2 separate regions of the Mus musculus genome follow, and region 2 is linked to region 1. A link is a contact called in public Hi-C data. All regions are on one chromosome and are shown on one strand. Each heading gives the region's core, a stretch centred on a gene start, on an enhancer-like site or on the middle of the called end of the contact. The rest is flanking DNA. Distances are from core to core; before and after follow the strand shown. Region 1 holds the start of Cic (capicua transcriptional repressor). Region 2 holds the start of Hcst (hematopoietic cell signal transducer).

Evidence for each region. A called contact is a pair of places that touch in the nucleus more often than the background predicts.
Region 2: a Hi-C map of B cells shows a contact between it and region 1, with 6 read pairs. The contact joins the promoter of Hcst here to the promoter of Cic in region 1. A contact is called at or near these places in 1 of 39 promoter capture datasets (maxillary cranial neural crest) and 1 of 484 Hi-C or Micro-C datasets (B cells).

The regions. Positions count from the first base shown.
Region 1 is chr7:25,264,237-25,270,337 of GRCm38.p6, reverse strand. It overlaps Cic (capicua transcriptional repressor), which reads right to left and starts at 2,639. Exons shown (of 21, transcript NM_001302811.1): 1 at 2,582-2,639. Gm45974 (a long non-coding RNA gene) reads left to right here. Exons shown (of 3, transcript XR_001778066.2): 3 at 1,941-2,005.
Region 2 is chr7:30,417,016-30,422,558 of GRCm38.p6, reverse strand. Hcst (hematopoietic cell signal transducer) reads left to right here and starts at 2,705. Exons shown (of 4, transcript NM_011827.3): 1 at 2,705-2,855; 2 at 3,917-3,940; 3 at 4,340-4,471; 4 at 4,713-4,847. The coding sequence starts at 2,813. The coding sequence ends at 4,753. Tyrobp (TYRO protein tyrosine kinase binding protein) reads right to left here. Exons shown (of 5, transcript NM_011662.3): 5 at 4,977-5,215. The coding sequence ends at 5,150. It also overlaps a transcript of Nfkbid not described here.

The DNA.
Region 1 (6,101 bases), core at 1,390-3,889:
GCCCTGTGCTGCCAATCATGTGACCCACACATCATGCTTGCTCTCACTCTCATCACCTAGAAAGCACACACACAAATGCACACAGAAACTCACGCACATAAGCACCAAGCCACAGAAAGGAGGTGACACAGCTGAGATGCAAGCTTCTCTCCTCCCTCTACTCTCTCTCCACCCCTACAGGCAGTCATGCATGGCCAGGTACTGTGGGAAGGAGTAGGCAGCTCAGAGTCCCTAGGGATGCTTGCCCACTCTGCTCAGTATCCCAGGTCTGCCAGGTACAACCATCTTCCCAGGTCCTGGCAGGGAGTAGGCAGGGGCACGTTTGGGGCAAGAGCTCACACCAGCACTGCCACAGGACTGTACATGAGCACACGCACGCGCACAAATGCAGCACACGTCATCACACAGTGGGACACAGAACTGCACACCCCAGGGTTTCTCTGTCCCACTACACAGGAGGGAGTCTTCCCCTTTCCCCAACAGCACCCAGAGCAATGCCTGCAAGCCCAGCCCTCACTTCTGGCCTGCACGTATCCTCACCCAGACTGAGCAGGCTGGGCAGGGTGTCTGAAATGGCCAGCACCCTCAGGGACCCAAATATGCCCAGACAGCTCCAGGTGGGGGTAAGGAGGATGAGGTCAAAGACAGCAGGACAAGCCCAACAAGCCAACCTCACCCACTTCCTGAACAGTCACTCTGCCCGCCCCCTTTCAAGCTGCCCTGAGAAAAGAAGAAAAAAAAAAAAAAAAGGGCAAAACAAAACCCCTAAAACTTTACTCCAGAGTGACTTGGAAAACTTGAGAAGCCAAACATTAGCTGTCCTAGATTCCGCCAAACACAATCAGAGACCCCTCTGACAGTCTTCAGGCTGACTGCGATCCCAGATCTCATGCTCTCCGACTTGAGGCCTTCTCCTTCTGTGGGACAATTCTGGGGTTCTCACTGGCAGACTCTGAAGGGCCTGGGATCAGCACCAAGGTGCTGTGAGTTAAGCCGACTCCACTGCCATCTCCCCACTGACCTGCTAGGGCACCATTCAGGAGCCTGAGATCTGGTACAAACACTGTCCAAACATAAACCTTTACACCCCACCCAGGGCCTACAAGCACACCAGCCAACATCCCTTACCCCTGTTACCTGGACTGGTCTCTTTACCCCAGAGCCAGACCTCTCTTTCTTGGGGCCTACCTTCTTCCTGTGCACCATAGCTAACTACTACCCAGGGTCCCGCGGGCCCTCACCTCCCTTTCAGAACGTGAAACTCCTGAAGCTGAGGCCACCCCATGCCCTTTAGGGTCTCATCCTCTCTATTTCCATCCACCCTCCTGACACCATCTTCGCTTGCCACTCTCTCCCATCTTGTCACCACCTCTACCTTATTTTCTCAGATACTAGGCCCCCTCCTGTTACCCCCCCCCGCTGGTCACCCCCATTTATTTATATCACCTATTCCTCCTATTCACTCTTCTGTCGGCCATCTCTAGACCTCCAAATCTGACACCTCTGCCCATCGCCTCTCTTTATCACCCCCTCCAACTCGGTCCCCTTCCTCTCCCTGTCACCCTGATCTAATCCTGTTACCCCTCCATTCCTGTTATCAGTACTCTCCCCTAGTTGCTCCTTTTCTGTCACTCCCCACTTCCTACCACTTCTTCCACTCTGTCACCCCTTCCCACACCATTCCGCCCACCTCTTTTGCCCTGTACCCCTTTCCCGTCCCTGCCACCTGTCCCCTCTCGGCCTCCAGCTCCCCTCCACCCCCACGCAGTGTCAGCCCTAGCCCCGCCCTTCACCTCGGGCTCCGCGGGGTTTCGGGGCGGGGGGCCGTGGCCCCGGCTCAGTCCGGTCCGGTCCCTCCCCGCCCCCCCTCCGGCTCTCCCTCTCGATTCTCCCTTTTTTTTTTACTCCAACACACAAAATGGTGAATGGACCTGCAACAGCTGGAGCAACCAGCCAATAAACGGCCACAACCCCGGTGACCGGCGCCAACCTAGACCAATAGATATTCGCTGTCTAGTCGGCTCCGCCTATCATCCGCAAGCGACACTTGCTACCACCAATTGCGCTCTTCCGGCAGCGCCAAGGGGCGGGGTCAAATTCCAAGACCGGCCTCCCTCCGGGACCGACACCAACCTAAGCCTACGACTGCCTGATCTGCCTAGAACTCTACCTTACAACAAGTAATGGACACCTCCTTTAACCAATTAACAGACTATTTATATGCCGAATGACAATTACAGTACCCAATCACCATCCATCTTAAGCAAGAAACCACCCCCTGCGAGGGACAGTAACCAATAAAATGAAGGGAGGCGGGACTAAAGGATATGCCCTCCAATAAACAAGCTCGAGAGGCGTGGCCCGAGGGTTTGTTGACCAGCTGAACGCAATGCCTGCTGGGAATAGTAGTCTTCTTCTGTATCCGGCCCGTAGTCAGAAGCATAAGTCAGACTACAACTCCCATGTGACAGAGTGCATGGAGCTCCAAAGAACCCGGGCGAAGAGAAAAAGTCGGAAAGGGCAGCTCCTCCTGAGTCTCGCTGGACACTGGGAACATCTTAGACCCAGGGCCCCGACTCACCCGGATTGCTGGCTCTGGCGTCGCCAGTGGCTCCTCGCTGAGGCGGCTGTAGCGGCACGAGGGGGAGGTGCAAAGAGCAGCCAACCGACACCCGCGAGCCCCGCAGCCAATCAGCAACGGCAGGGGCGGTGCAATGACCTCACCGGTTCTACTCTCTTACCCCTCCCCCACGTGGTTGTTGGTGCTGGTAAACCAGAGTAGAGAAGTTTGGGGTAGGGGGATGGGAGGAGAACTAGTGATGTCACCTTTCCTCTGCATGATTGGCTGTCGGGTGGCCGGACTACGGCCAATCAACAGTCTCAAAAAGTCTGGCGCGGCCCCGCGGAAAGCCCTGTTGCCACCAGAAGGAGAGAGGACCTGCGGTTGTAGGGTAGCGCGCTCTGCAGTACTGGCAACCCGCGTGGCCTGTGGCCGTGATGTCAACTCCAAGACTTTTTGATTTTAGGACGGCGCACTTTTCTGATCGCACCCTCCAATCTCCAAACTTTTCTTTTGCGTCACTTCCTGGGGTTTCACACTTCATTCCGAAGGCGAATAGCCCTATGGCTTTTCACACCTGAGGAAAGATGTGTAAAAATCTTGGGGTGGGTGTCACACCGGAGGTGAGGAGAAGAGCATGTGCCACATACCCTCTGAGGCATAGACAGCTGTTGCCCCGGTGCCGAGTTTACACCAGGTGTGACTATCCCTAGCTTCAGTCTTCCCATCAGGTTTCCCTTGGATCAAAGGATAATGGAGAATGGTGTACTCCTCCTCTAATGAAGGTTTCTCTTGCATATGATGGATACTCAAGACTGTAATAGTGAAACACACACACACACACACATCTGGTCTATTGTAGCACATCTTACTGTTGGTGCTGGTTAGTTTTTAAGTTGACACAAGTACCAAATCCTGACATAGAGTGAACCCCAATTGTCTCCAAAAGATTGCCCTGTAGGCAAGTCAGTGCAGTACTATCTTAATTAGTGGTTGGTGTAGGAGGGTCCAACCCATTGTGGGTGGGTGCAACCCCTGAGAAAGTGGTCCTGGGAAGCAGGCGAAACAAACCATGGAGAGCAAGCCATTATGAAGGGTTCTTGCATGGCTTCCCCATTGAATTCTTGCCCAGAGTTCCTGCCCTGACGCCCCTTCAGATGGGCTTGATGAAATATAAGTTGAGATAAACCCCTTTCTCATTGAGCTGCTTTTAGTTATTCTGCTTTCCTTATGCTTGCACTATGCTCTGTAAGAGAATGTTCTGGGATATATGGCTGCTTCACATAGGACATGCAAAAAGCACCCATTATCTATGGCACTTACAGTGAGGCAACTTCTCGATATCTACAGGAAGTTCCCACCGTGCCGCAGACCCTATTGATCCCTTGTCTGCATGGAACGGGTCTCTAGTCTCAGGTGGGCAAGGAGTCAGCGGGAATGGATGGACAGACTCAACACAAGGGAGTGTGGATCTGAATGTAATTTGTCAAATTGAGCATCAAACTTTTTATACAGAAGAAAATAGGGAAGATGGGTGACACCAGCAAGGTACAAAGAGGTTACTGGATTCTTACACAAAACAGAGGAATGCAAACACGGAAGAACTGGCAGGAACCAACTGAGATAAAATTCTGTTAACAACTGGGATCAGAAACAGCTCCACCTAAGGTCCACTTAATCTTAGAAGCCAGGGGCTTGTGCCCTTGCCATAGTTCCTACTCTAGTCTATTGTATAGTCCACCTTCCCCCTAGGCCATTGTAAATACTTGCGTTTGGGTGTAACTCAGCTATCTATAGTTCTAAGTATCTACTCTGGTTCCTCTTTAGGTCACTTTAGGTTCTAAGTATCTACTTCTGGTTCCTCGTTATCTTCCTAGATAATGGTCAATTTCCAGGCAGCGGTGGCACACGCCTTTAATCCCAGCACTTGGGAGGCAGAGGCAGGCAAATTTCTGAGTTCAAGGCCAGCCTGGTCTACAGAGTGAGTTCCAGGACAGCCGAGGCTACACAGAGAAACCCTGTCTCAAAAACCAAAAACCAAAAGCCAAAAGCCAAAAAAAAAAAAAAAAAAAAAAAAAGATAATGGTAAATTTCTGTGTAGGGCAGTGACTTAGCTATCCATGCCCAAGGTCAGATCAAGGACTGCCTAGAATCTAACTTAGCTATATGTCAAAATATCAATTCTTAGGAGCACTTGTAATAAAGCAATATTAAGGGAAAGCACACAGATCCGTTTACCAACTAAAGCAAGGACATTGGCGCATTCTTTATACAGGATGCCACGATTCCAGGAGACTAAGTTTCCGTGAACTTTTCGCCTCGGGACAGCGCCCAGGTTTTCAGAGCCTGTGGCGCTTGTCACTACTGGAGTGGATGTAGCACCACCTTCCACGGGGATTCAAGGAAATTTGACTGTCCTTACAAGTTCACAGAGAACTTAGTCTATTACCCATGCTATTGTAGAACTCTGTTCTCTGAAGTGCTAGAAATACAACCATTAAGACCGTGTTTGGGCTGGTGAAGAGCACTAGCTAAAGGACCGAGATTTGAGGCCAAGCATCCGTGTGGTAACTCACAAGCATTGGGCAACTCCAGTTCTAGGGACCCAACACCTTCTTCTGGCCTATGCAGACATAAGGCACACACGTTGTTCACAGCTGTACATACAGGCATATTTAAAACTTAAAACATGCACATGTTAGCGGGCAGTGGTGGCACATGCCTTTAATTCTAGCACTTGGGGCAGAGGCAGGTGGAACCTCTGAGTTCAAGGCTAGCCTGGTCTACAAATGAGTTTCAGGACAGCCAGGACTATATATAGTAAGACCCTGTTGCCCAAACAAACAAAACATTTGGATAGCCCCTAATGAATGGCGTATGGTGGCCACCAAGTAGCAGGGGAGGGGGTGCACAACAGTCACAGATAATTCTTAGACTTTGCAAATGCAAACCGGCCTCGTTACGTTTGGATACAAAGAAAGTTGTAAGGTCCGCAGGAGGCTACTGCAGGGCAGTTCACAGTTCCCACTGTCCATAGAAGCCTGTGTTATGAAAGAGGCTCAGACGGGTCAGAGTGAAGGTGTGTTTCCCCTGTCAGGTCACATCAGGAGCGAGGGTTACACAAACACATCCTGCCAAGGAAATGTTCTGCTGTAGTGCAAAGGCTGTCTGGCTCTAGTGTGATTCTGATGTCCACAGAAGGGATTCCCCCACTCACCCATACTGCTTGTGAACATTGCAGCAGGCAGGCATGCAGGGAAACCAGTCAGTGGGAGTTTACACCATGGGCCAAAGCTTATTGGCGGAAAGGTGTGCGTTCAAGGAGCTGTGTCCTGACCCTGAGAGAATTACATAAACTACAGTTAACTTACATACCCAGTTATGCTGTCCAGTCAGAGAAGGACGGTGTTGCTGGAGGTAAAACGCTACTGCCTTAAGGTTGCCTGGGGTCAAATCGCAGCTGGGCTTCTTCTCAAACAGAGTGATATGCGCAAGGTCACTTAATCCCCACCCCCACCCCACCCCTGTGCCTTGATTTCCA
Region 2 (5,543 bases), core at 1,456-3,955, 5.2 Mb before region 1:
TCCCATTGGCACAATCCATTCACCCAGAACCCAAGAGTACAGACCCTCAGTCTCCTCTGAGACCTGAAAATCCGGTTCCCTCGACCCAAGAAGAGCAAATCCCCAGCCCAGACTTCCCAGCTCAGACTCCAGCGCGAGAAGGGTTAAAGTCAGCCGAGGACTGACTCGGAAACCCTCGAGACGAGACGCCGCGCGCTGACGTCACGGCGCTAACGCAAGGGAATCTTCCACCTCCCAGTTCCGCTCCGCACGCGCGCGCCGCAGGTGTCTGGCTCGGAGGCGGGGCACGCAGCGAAGCGCGGCGCCCGTGGAATCCCCGCGCACGGGGAATTCCTGTTCGGCCCGGGCACCCTGCACCAGTGGTGCTCTGGGAAGTCCCAGGGCGGGGCTGCTCTCTACCAGAGTGGACTCCTGAGGTCCAGCGCCCGACCTTCGAGGCCCAAACCTGCGTCCATAACCGCAATTTCAAGGATGCAATGCAGCCCCTCCTTGGGTGAAGGAGTCCGGGTCACTTCGTCCTCTTAGAGAACCCCCGGTATCAGGCCTCTCAGTCCTTGCACCCCAACTCCCAAGGATGTCCAACACTCCCAAGGACTCAGAAGTCCAGGATCCCAGCCTCTCCTCTTCAACGTCCAGAATCAATTCTCAGGGCCCAGCTTTACGCTCCAGCCAACCTTCAAAGCATCCAGAAAGGCGCGTTCCTCGCTTTACCCCCAGCTCTTACCTCGAGGATTCTTGGATGCAGACTGTGGGCCCCCAGGGCCGCGGCCTCGGCGTTGCGCCAGCCTCGCTACCTGCCCCGCGGAGCCGCCGCCGGGTCCCCGATCTAAAGCCAGGTCCCCCGCGAGTTTTTAAATTCGTCTTTTGGCCACGCCCGGTTCAAGGCGGAGCCCCGCCCACAGTCCCCGGAGTCCCGGGTGAAGCCGCAGAGCTAACTTAGACTCTGAATGGGAGGGGCTGACCTTGAAGAGTGTCATTACTTGGTCTTCCTGGAAGTAGGTGCTTAAGGGTCCTGCTTTTTCCTAGAGGGGCACATGGGGACCTGGAATTCTGAGTCTCTGGCCAAGGGGATACTGGAGGCCTTGACTTGGCTCTGCATTACTGTTAGTCCTCGAGGAGAAGAGGACCGTGAGTGTAGACCCCATGGCCTCTTGGAGAAGTCTCTAGGCAAGGGCCATATAGGTGCCTTACATCTCTCTTTTCCACGTGGCCGTTCCCTTCTTTAGAGTTAACTTTCATTTATAATGCTTTTTTTCTCCCCGTTTGGTTTCAGTTTTGATTTGAGAGAGAGAGAGAGAGGAGAGAGTAAGGGGAAGGGCAGATTCATGTAGCCCAGGTTGGCCTAGCACTCTAGGTAACTGAGGATAACCTTGAACCCCTCCTGATTCTCTTGCTTCCATTTCCCAAATGTTGGGTTATAGATATTGGAGCCATATCAACTACCAATATTGGCTCTTTTGTTTGTTTTTCAGCCCCAACTCCACCCTACCCCCAGAGACAGAGTCAAACTATGTAGCTCTAGCTGTCCTGAAACTCACCATGTAGACCAGGCTGGCCTTAGAATCCACAGAAATATGCCAGCTTCTGTCTCCAAAGTGCTGGGATTAAGGGCGTGTGCCACTCTGTCTGGTTCCAATATTTGCCTTTTAAAAAAAAGTGTGTGAACTCCCCTGGAGGTGGAAGACCACGTGCTCTGAAGCCTACTGTAGATACCGGCCTTTTTGTGACAGTTATGGGGCCCTAATACAAGTCAAGTACCTTTATCCCAAACCTTCTCCCTACCAACACTTTGTTTTTGAGACAGGGGCTTCCTACATCCAAGTAGCTGGCCTGGCCATGCACCTGCTAAAACAGCCAGGCTAGCCTTGAACTCACAGCCATTTATTTTTTTCCTCACTTGTCTCCCTAGTGCTGGACATACAGGCTTGGGCAATCATGCCTGGCTTACTTATTCACCATTTAAAGAACTCTGCTAACATAAAGGAGACACTTTGCTGGGCACTGGAGATAGAGAGGTGTGAGCCAAACAGGAATTCCCAGTCCACCAGGCAACCAACAATTCTCAGTTCCCACTTGGTGACCTTCCTTGGCATTGAACTGTGATGACCAAATCTCTCCTTCTCTCTTACAACACTGCCGGGGGTTGGGTCTCCCCTCCCTTGCTTCTGCCCTGCCCTCAGCTTCCCTTGCACTCTCTGGCAGTGTGCATGTGTGTGTATCTCTTTAACAATCTCACCCAGTCTATGGCTTTACACGTGTCCTCCAACCATCAACCCTCTCAGATTTACGTGTCAGGACCAGTCTTGTCCCTAGACTCTGAACCCTACCTGTGGGCATTCACATTTCCAGAAAGATCTGTTAGGTATTTTCAACTCAGTGTGCCCAAACACAGGCAGCCCTTCTCTCCCTCCTTAACCAGTGCTTCCTCACTATCTTTCAACCCACTCTCCACTCTTCTAATCTCGCTCAGGCTGGGAACGACAGTCACCATGATCCCCTTTCTCAAACACACCCCCCCTCCTCCCCAAGTGTTGTTGGCTCTACCTCCAGCTTATTTCCATAATCTCCCTGGTGCCCACACCATGGTCCTCTTGCCACTCCACCGAGATGATCACGGAAGCTTCTCTGGGCTCTGACTCCCCCATATTTGTTCTCCAAAGGAAGTCTTGACACACATGCACCCACACAGGAAGTAGGTAGCATTGTCACCATCGGGGTGACATCCGTCCTAGCTGCCTCTCTTCTCCTCTACTGTTCTGAGGACTTCCCTGGACCACAGTTTTGGCCAGATCCCTTCAGGTCCCAGCCCAGCATGGACCCCCCAGGCTACCTCCTGTTCCTGCTTCTGCTCCCAGGTGAAGCCAGTGCTGGGGTTGAGGGGACAGAAAGGCTGCCATCTGCTGTCAGAGGCACAGAGAGGAAGTCGGTCTCCCTGTGCCCCTGAGTCCTTGGGGGTTGGGCATGGGATTCTGAAGCCCTGCTGAGTCACTTCTATTTCCCTTTTCTGGTGGCTGTGGAGGGGGTGGGGGGGGGGAGCTCTCCTTCCAGTTTACCTCTCCACTGTGGAGTTTAGTTAGGTCTTAAGAACAGTGAGAATTTTTGGTTTCTCTAAAAATGTAGTTACGCTATGTGAACACTTTTGTTTTAATCCCAGGTCTGGGATATGGGGCTGCTTAAGATTGCCCGTGGCAGGTGACTATGATTTGTCTCATGCTCTGGCAGGGGTGTGATCCTGCCAGCTGAAGATAGTTTACTTTTGGAATTCTGGGGACTCTTGAGCGGTATAAAGAGGCCAGAGCCCTAGAGGCCGCAACAGTGGCTAGTGCTCCGATTGTTGCCCCTTTTGCTGGATTGCTGGTTAGAGACATCCTAAGAGCTTGTCCCTAGAACTTGACACCCCTAACCAGCAGGAAGTTGTCTAAAGTGGTCTACAACCCCTTCCCCCTCTAATCTTCTTTCTTGCTTACCTGGTGTTAGGGGGGTTGGAAGGGACTGGGATGGAGAAGGGTGCTAGACCCCAGTAAAGTAGCCAAAAAGCATTTAACCACCAGCCATCCAGCAAACAGCCAATGCAGCAACAGCAGGGGGAGGAGCCACAGCCTCCAGGGCTCTGGCATTTTCCCAGCCTCTCAAGAGTCCCCAGAATTCCAGAAGTTAATTAGCTTCAGCTGGCAGAATCACGCCCCTGCCAGAGCACGAGACAAATCATAGCTACCGTGGACAATCTTAAGCATCCCCATATCCCAGACCTGAGATTAAAACAAAGCATGTTCACACAACTGTTTTTCGCTTTTTTTTTTTTTAAGAAGCCAAAATTCACACTACACTCAAGCATCCCACCTGCCCTAAGCCTGGGTGTTGGGGTTTGCTCCCCTGTACTTCCAACCTCCATCCACCTTCTTGGGTTTTTCCACAGTGGCTGCAAGTCAGACATCGGCAGGTGAGGAATGAAAGAAGCCTTAGCCCTTGTAACTTCAGCAGCGCCTGCAACCCTTAAGTCTGTCCCACAGCACGCCCCTGGCTTGTGACGATCCTAATCTCAGAGCCCTTCCCAGGTCCCATCTTGACTCTTCACCACCCAGCTGAAGTGATGAGAACCTCGAGATTCTCTGTAACAGATTCTCCAGTGTGCCCAGGGCACAAAGAATCCCAAAGAATCTGGGAGCTGATGCGCCCCCTACCTGACCCTACTGCTCCGCTCCCGACCCCACGCCCCCACCCTCTGTCTCGGGGTCTTTAGGGAGGCGGGGGATGAGAAGGGGGCTCCCTGTGAACGAATCAAAACTTTTGAGAGTCAGAAGTTTCAGCTGCCTGTTTGTCTGGGCTCTAATCCCCTCAGGTTCCTGCTCCGGATGTGGGACTCTGTCTCTGCCACTCCTGGCAGGCCTAGTGGCTGCAGATGCGGTCATGTCACTCCTAATTGTAGGGGTGGTGTTTGTATGTATGCGCCCACACGGCAGGCCTGCCCAAGGTGAGCCAACACTAGGGCGGGGCCTGAAGTGTAGGTCCCCTAGCAGTCCCTAGGGAAGAAGGGGGTCCCACGAAGGCGGTCCCGGGGAAGCCCTGGAGGAGGTGTTTGGGAAACCCTGGTGGAGGTGTCTGGGGAACCCCTGAGGAAGCCCCTGCTGAGGCAGGGGGTCTCCCAAGAAGGTGGCGATGTGGGAAGAGTTGTGGGTGGTCAGGCTTCATGCTCTCTCTACTCCACCCACCAGAAGATGGTAGAGTCTACATCAACATGCCTGGCAGAGGCTGACCACGGCACCTTCTGACCCGCTCATCCTGGATCCTGTGGGTTTGGGGTGCGTGGGAACGCACTTCTTCAGGACAGGAATAAAGCGATTCAAATACTTCTAGTTTTATTCTTTCCAAAATTTGACTTCCTCCAAGATAGCATAGTGGTTTCCTGATTTAAGACCGCTCTTGGGGCCCCACTGTTACCCAATTCGTCAGCCCAGTCTAGAATAACTCAGTCGTTGTTTTTGCTCTGTCTTTTATTTGGGGACAGAAATGGTACAATGTCAGATATCTCAGGGAGGTACCCTGTGGATCTGTATTCCAACGGGAGTCCTGATCCCAGAGAGGGCTTGTTGAGTAGGCATCTGGAATGACCGGATCCGGGCATCAGGCCGCTGATGGGCATAGAGTGGGCTCATCTGTAATATTGCCTCTGTGTGTTGAGGTCACTGTATACTTCTGGTCTCTGACCCTGAAGCTCCTTAAAAAAAAAAAAAAGGCCATCATTGGAGGGGGCCCAGCAAATAAAAACAAATCTAGCCTCCTAATGACCTTCAAGGTCTCTGGCAGGTTTTTCAAACTTAAAATCATGAAAAGGTCAAGATTTTATTCAAATGCACTCAGCATTCTCCTGGCCTTTCTGCCTGCACATTAGGCACCAACCCCAGGGTCCTTACATGTGCAGCCCCCCACCCCGATGCCTGGAGCACCAAGCCCACAGATCTTCAACCTGCTCACCCTTTGAGTCTTGGCAATGTTTTAGTTTCCCCATCTTCAGTTTCTTTCCTGTCCCACCATTATATTGGTTC